Linked DNA regions of Mus musculus: region 1 is linked to region 2. The links are chromatin contacts, called in public Hi-C maps. All regions are on one chromosome and are shown on one strand. Each heading gives the region's core, a stretch centred on a gene start, on an enhancer-like site or on the middle of the called end of the contact. The rest is flanking DNA. Distances are from core to core; before and after follow the strand shown.

The links. Hi-C and Micro-C count contacts between places; a contact is called where the count stands out from the background.
Region 1: a Hi-C map of bone marrow-derived macrophages shows a contact between it and region 2, with 36 read pairs. The contact joins two enhancer-like sites. A contact is called at or near these places in 1 of 39 promoter capture datasets (Sertoli cells), 4 of 15 datasets of contacts at CTCF or cohesin (CD8 T cells, embryonic stem cells, large pre-B cells and 1 more), 23 of 484 Hi-C or Micro-C datasets (B cells, the Ba/F3 cell line, the G1E-ER4 cell line and 14 more), 15 of 115 datasets of contacts at active chromatin or transcription factors (the 230-238 cell line, DN3 thymocytes, the HPC-7 cell line and 9 more) and 1 of 9 other capture datasets (adipose tissue).

What each region holds. Positions count from the first base shown.
Region 1 is chr7:100,844,264-100,847,218 of GRCm38.p6, forward strand. Relt (RELT tumor necrosis factor receptor) reads right to left here. Exons shown (of 11, transcript NM_177073.6): 11 at 1,585-2,955. Among named protein-coding and RNA genes, the nearest start is that of Relt, 18 kb to the right of the region's middle. Within about 2 kb of position 1,293, at least 128 of the 459 cell types and tissues checked have an H3K27ac peak or open chromatin away from gene starts, as enhancers often do. A contact at or near this core is called in the G1E-ER4 cell line, bone marrow-derived macrophages and fetal liver, where this site is marked.
Region 2 is chr7:100,683,385-100,686,371 of GRCm38.p6, forward strand. No RefSeq gene overlaps it. Among named protein-coding and RNA genes, the nearest start is that of Gm35082, 9.9 kb to the left of the region's middle. Within about 2 kb of position 1,332, at least 23 of the 459 cell types and tissues checked have an H3K27ac peak or open chromatin away from gene starts, as enhancers often do. A contact at or near this core is called in the G1E-ER4 cell line, bone marrow-derived macrophages and fetal liver, where this site is marked.

The DNA.
Region 1 (2,955 bases), core at 43-2,542, 160 kb after region 2:
CTACTTGTTCTTCCCTCCAACTCCCACCTCCACCCACTGAAAAGAGCTGCAGGGATTTGTAGGAACGTTTCCAAGGGAAGGTGAGGCTGTGGAGACCAAAAATATCACACACCTGCATCATATCTTTGATGTTGGGAGGTTAATGACACAAGAAGCAAATGAAACAAGCCATTCTCTCAGCAAGCAGGAGCAGGGTAGAGAAGTGCTTATAGTGAGAGAGATCTCCTAACCAGCCTGGAAGCCTGAACATGGTGTCTCCACCCTGCGGATATCTGAATGTGTCTCTAATCTAGCTTTCCCAGAGAATGGCTGGGATGCCACCTCCTGCCTCACTCTCCAGGACACACTCTTATCTTCACGTGCCACCCAATTGGCTGTTATCCAAATCCTAAGTACTAAGTGGGGTCCATGAGTTGGCTGGCTGAAGGGATAGGCAAATTAGAATAGCCAAACCCTGAGATACATGAAGTAAATGGATGCCAAATGTGCTGCATCCTGCAGCCATAGGGATCATTTCCTTGGACACACAGGAGACCCTGTCTACTCCCAGTTCACAAAAGTCCCAGAGTATCCTATACCCAAAGGATGTGGGAAGAAGCAGGGATATGTGGGCTTTTAAAATGTCTGCCCATTTGTTAACAGTGGCTTTTTTTCTTCCCTCCTTTCCTGCCACTGCTAGGCCAGCCACCTACCTTGGTTTCTGCCCAGATTTCTGTCCTCAGTGAAGCCACCTGGTCTCCTCTTACAGGCTAGGCTTCCACTACTAGCTCCAGTAGTGTTTGCATGTGTCACTCCTTCCCATGTTAAATAGTGTACCACACACTGACAAAACCCTAACTTAAGGTCCCACTGGCCATGGCAACTTTGGTATGGGATGGTGTCTCCTGATTTACCTGGTATTGGTCCAGCTCTCACCACATCCCTTAGGAAACTCACAAAGACCCTGTCCATTCCCTGGGGCATGACAGCCTTCCTAGCCTCTCAGCCAACTTTCCCCAAATTCTACATCCATTCTTGGCCACCAGGACCCTGATGGCTTCTTACTGCAGGCCCTGGGATCTGCCCTAAAACATGGACCCTCTCTGCCTAGTTGTAAATGCCCATCTGAGTGTAAGATATTCTTGTCACTCAGATCTGTCTCCTAAGAGCTCCAGGGCTTCATATCAAAACACCTTGGACACCATTAGGTGTTCCCTATCTCACATCCCAGAAGGAGTTCCAGCAGGTCTGCCCTAGGAATCTCTTGGGTCCTTCTGTTTCCCTGTTACTTGTTACCCAGACAGCTATAACAACTTCCTGTTCTGGGTGTTTCTGCTTTGCATTGTGACCAAACAGGCCGAGGCTTTGCCTCTTCCTAACCACTGTGAGGCCCCTCCAGCCACTTCCTGGTCTGTCCTTTGCACATGTTGTCCCCATCTCATGGATCACACCCCTCCCACACTGTGAGCTTCTGTGTAACTGCTGCTTCCTCTCCAGCTGTGGCCACTCCCACTCACCACATGCTTCTTGTGCCCTTGAAATAATTAGTTCATGTCAACACATGTAAAATACATAAGATTCTAAACAGAAAAAAAGCTCGTTCATAATTTTCATAATGATTTTATATTGCAATGAAAATATTCTGGATATACTTGGTTAAAAATACTAAGTTTACCCTTTTTTAGACAACTTTTTGGAATGACTATGGGAACACATTCAATCACACATATGGCTCAGCCTGTATTTCTATTGGGGAACCTGGCCTCTGGGGACCTCGGTGAGGATGAGACGAGGAGCCACCTCTGCCTATTTCCCTGGTTTCAGAGGAAGGTGCTGATGAGGGGGAGGACGATGTGTGCACACCTGGCAGGGCCCTGGAGGTGAGCAGTTTTCAGAGAGGATACGGGGAAAGGAAGCACCTCATGACGACATTTTCCACCTTTTATTACTCAAGTGTGTGGGGCTGGAGATGTAGGGGCAGGGCAACAGCAGGTTTCAATAAATAAGAAATGGGATGGGCAGTGGGCCCCGCGCCTGCACGGCCCCACATAAATAACGAGGCACTGAGCCAGAGCAGAGACTAAGACAGGCTGGATTGGCAGTCACCCCTGCTACCCAAAACTCAGGCAGATACTGTACCACAGGGGCATTGAAAACCACAGGCCACAGGCACTCCCTAGCCTGCCTGTCTCCTCTTCCCACAGCTCCAGAGCTTGAGGGCAGCAGGGTGGACTGAGGCTCTGCACCAGAGAGCCCTGTCCAAGTCAAGTCATTTTTCAGTTTCATTAAAAATAGCAGGGTAGGGGCAGGCACATGCATTAAACCCCTTCTGAAGGCATCACCATAATAGACAGTCCCATGGGAGCCATGAAGGCCAAGGCCCAGGAAGCAGCAAAAACAGGCCAGATAAAGCTACTAATGGGAGGGTAGCAAAGTCAAGCTCCCCCCAACAGGACTCAGCCCAGAATCTGCAAAGAGCTGGAGAGGTCCTGGGAACTGAGTTCTCCTCCCCTACGTACCTAGGGATAAGCCCAGGATTGGAACCCAGGTACTCTGCCACCAGTACAGGGCTCTTTGCTACCCCTTCCCTCTATAGGGCCTGCCAGAAGAGAGGGAGTCACATCCAGGGTCCAGGACATGGGCAAGAGTGGCTAGTTCCCAAGGCACAAGCTTGGGGCCAGGTACAGATACCACTCCTCCACCAAACCAGACCTCTAAGGGACAGAGGGCTCCTATGATGTGTTCAGGGCAGGCACAGGGTTACAGCACCCTGCATGGAAGTAACCGGGACTGCAGGGATAGGGTGGGCTCTTGATCTCCTGCTCACGTGCTGTGCCGCAGGCTGCCTCCTCAGTGGGGCGGACGGTCCCACCTCCAGGACTTGGCCTTTGCATCTTGGTCCTCAGTCCCAGCTGCAGCTCTCCCTCCTGCAGGAAGCCTTCAGAACCTCCCAGGACAGGGCAGAGTGTCTAATTC
Region 2 (2,987 bases), core at 82-2,581:
GTCACAGAATCATGGCACTGTCTGTGCTCTTTAATCTTCTCAATTGGGGTCATGAATATTCATTAGCTCCTATTAGAGATTCCCAGGCTTTGGCTTGATGTAAAGCCAGGGGTGTGTGTGTGTGTGTGTGTGTGTGTGTAGTATATTTCTGGAAAAGTATATAGGAAGCGTCATAAGAGACATGGTAGGTTACAAAAAGTAGCCCTGTCCCTCTGTGCATGACTTTTTTTTTTTTTTAATCTTTTTACTGGGCATGGTGGTGTACATCTTTAGTTCCAGTATTTGGGAGGTAGAGGGAAGCAGATTCCTATGTGTTTGAGGGCAGCCTGGCTTAAAGGGTGAGACCCTGATTCAAAAAGTAATTTTTATTTTTTTTAAAAGATTTATTTATTTATTATATGTAATATACACTGTAGCTGTCTTGAGACACACCAGAAGAGGGAGTCAGATCTTGTTACGGATGGTTGTGAGCTACCGTGTGGTTGCTGGGATTTGAACTCTGGACCTTCGGAAGAACAGTCGGGTGCTCTTACCCACTGAGCCATCTCACCAGCCCCCAAAAAGTAATTTTTAAAAAGTGTATGTGTGTAAGGAAGCCTTGAAACAGCCAGGTGTGGTGGCGCATGCCTTTAATCTCAGCACTTGGGAGGTAGAGGCAGGCGGATTTCTGAGTTCAAGGCCAGCCTGGTCTACAAAGTGAGTTCCAGGACAGCCAGGGCTACAGAGAAACCCTGTCTCAAAAAACAAACAAACAAAAAAAGGAAGCCTTGACGCATACAGCTTTCTCCTCTTGTCTTACCATTTTTTCCCTCTCTTCTTGTTTTCCCTTTCCCTGTTCTCTCTCTCTTCCCTGTTATCTCTCTCTCCCTTCTTTCTCTCTCCTTCCCTTGCCCGCCCTCTCGCACTCCCAGACAACACACACACACACCACACCTCGAATTTTACTTAGTCCAAGACGACTTTAAACTTCTAATCCTCCTGCCTCCACCTCATTATGCCCTGAGATTGTAGGTATATACCCTCACACCTGATTTCACCAAGGATGGTTTTTTTTTTTTTTTTTTTTTTTTTTGAGACAGGGTTTCTCTGTTTAGCCCTGGCTGTCCTGGAACTCACTTTGTAGACCAGGCTGGCCTCAAACTCAGAAATCCACCTGCCTCTGCCTCCCGAGTGCTGGGATTAAAGGCGTGTGCCACCATGCCCGGCCCAAGGATGGGTAGCAAACTCAGTGCTTTGTGCTTGTTTGACAAACACTCCGCCAACTGAGCTACATGTCCAGCCCAAGAAAGTAACTTAAAAGCACATCAAATTATCTGCCTTCACTCACAGACCTTCTGCTCTAACAAGATAAAGTACCTTGAATTGTTTGTTGGTTGAAGACGAACTCCAGCTGCTAGCGAGAGGCATTACTGCACCCTTGTGGACATATTTGGTTACTGCATCCAGCTCTGTGCATCTTTATCAGAACAGCACTTTTCAATGCTTTGGCCATGTTGATAACAAGATAACAAAACGTCATTCTGTAACATCTTCTTACTGTTCTTCCACAGGAGATTATTATCAGAGTCAAGCCTGGATGTCAACTACCAACCACCTTTGTGGCCCGAAGGTGGTTCTGACCAACAGCCTGTTGCTCATAAAGAGGAGATGAGTTAAGAGGTGGAGGGGAAGGGGACTGAAGGGTCTTCTGAAGTTCCCAGATCTGGCTTTGGCATTCTCAGAGCACAGTAGGAGGACCTTGGTCATTCTCACACGGTTGATGCCCTCGAGTCTGGCACTTTTCTCTACTCCAGTAATGGCGATAGAGAGTTAGTGTGAAAGCCAGGAGAATGGCCCCTGGCATCCTGGATAGCACAGAGGAGACCCATCCTTGTGGACAGTCACAGGATGGCAGAAAAAAGATATATTGTGTGGAGTGGAAAACCTTGGAGATGTTTTGTTGTTGTTTGCTTGTGGGGTTTTGTTTTGCTTTTGTTGTGTGATAGGAGCTCACTTAAGTTGCCTAGGCTGGCCTTGAACTCGCTATGTAACCTAGGCAAGCAACACTTCCTGAGCAGGGGTTGATGACAAGTGTGGCCCTACCCTACTCCCTACAATCCGGAAGTTTCATGTCTGTGGCTATTTATTTATTTATTTATTTATTTATTTATTTTGGTTTTTCGAGACAGGGTTTCTCTGTGTAGCCCTGGCTGTCCTGGAACTCACTCTGTAGACCAGGCTGGCCTCGAACTCAGAAATCCGCCTGCTTCTGTCTCCCAAGTGCTGGGATTAAAAGCGTGTGCCACCACACACGGCAGAACAATTTCTTAGCACTTGTAAAGCCCTGCCTTTGATTCCCAGATTACAAAATAAAGGAACAATCTAAGGGCTACTTGCTGTCCCAGGTGGTGGTGGAGATCTAGCTTGAGACAGAAGATGTAGGACCTAGCCGGCAGATGGCGCTGGTAGGCCTGCAGACCTGGCCCAGCCCAGCTTTCTCTTGGAGGCCTGCTTCAGAGTCCAGTGACATGGTGAAGGCTGGTTTGTGTTCCTTCTAGTATCTCTGTCTCAAGGTCTTATAAACCAGCAGTCCTGGCACAGAGGTGCAAATATAAAATAACTGTAATAGGGAGAAACGTTCAAGATGAGAAGTAGGGCAGGAGCAATTCCAAAAACTGCTACCCAGCTGCACTGTGACCAGGGTCCCAGGAAAAATAATGGCAAAATGGAAAAAGAATGTATTTTGCTGACATAAATGCTAGGGACAGGCACTTTTAGTAGGGTGGGCAGGGGGAAGGAAGAATTCCGTGGCAGTCACCTTGGATCTTCTGTAGAGGACGCATCCTTGTGATAAAGGAAGAGCCCTTGGTTTTTAGTACTGCACTGTCAGGCGGTTTCTCCTCTGGTTAATTCAAAGATGCCAAGCTGTCAGTCTGGGGACATGAAACAAACCTTCCAGGCCTTACAAGTGGGTCAGTCCTTTTAATACTGTGAAGTGAAGAAAAAAA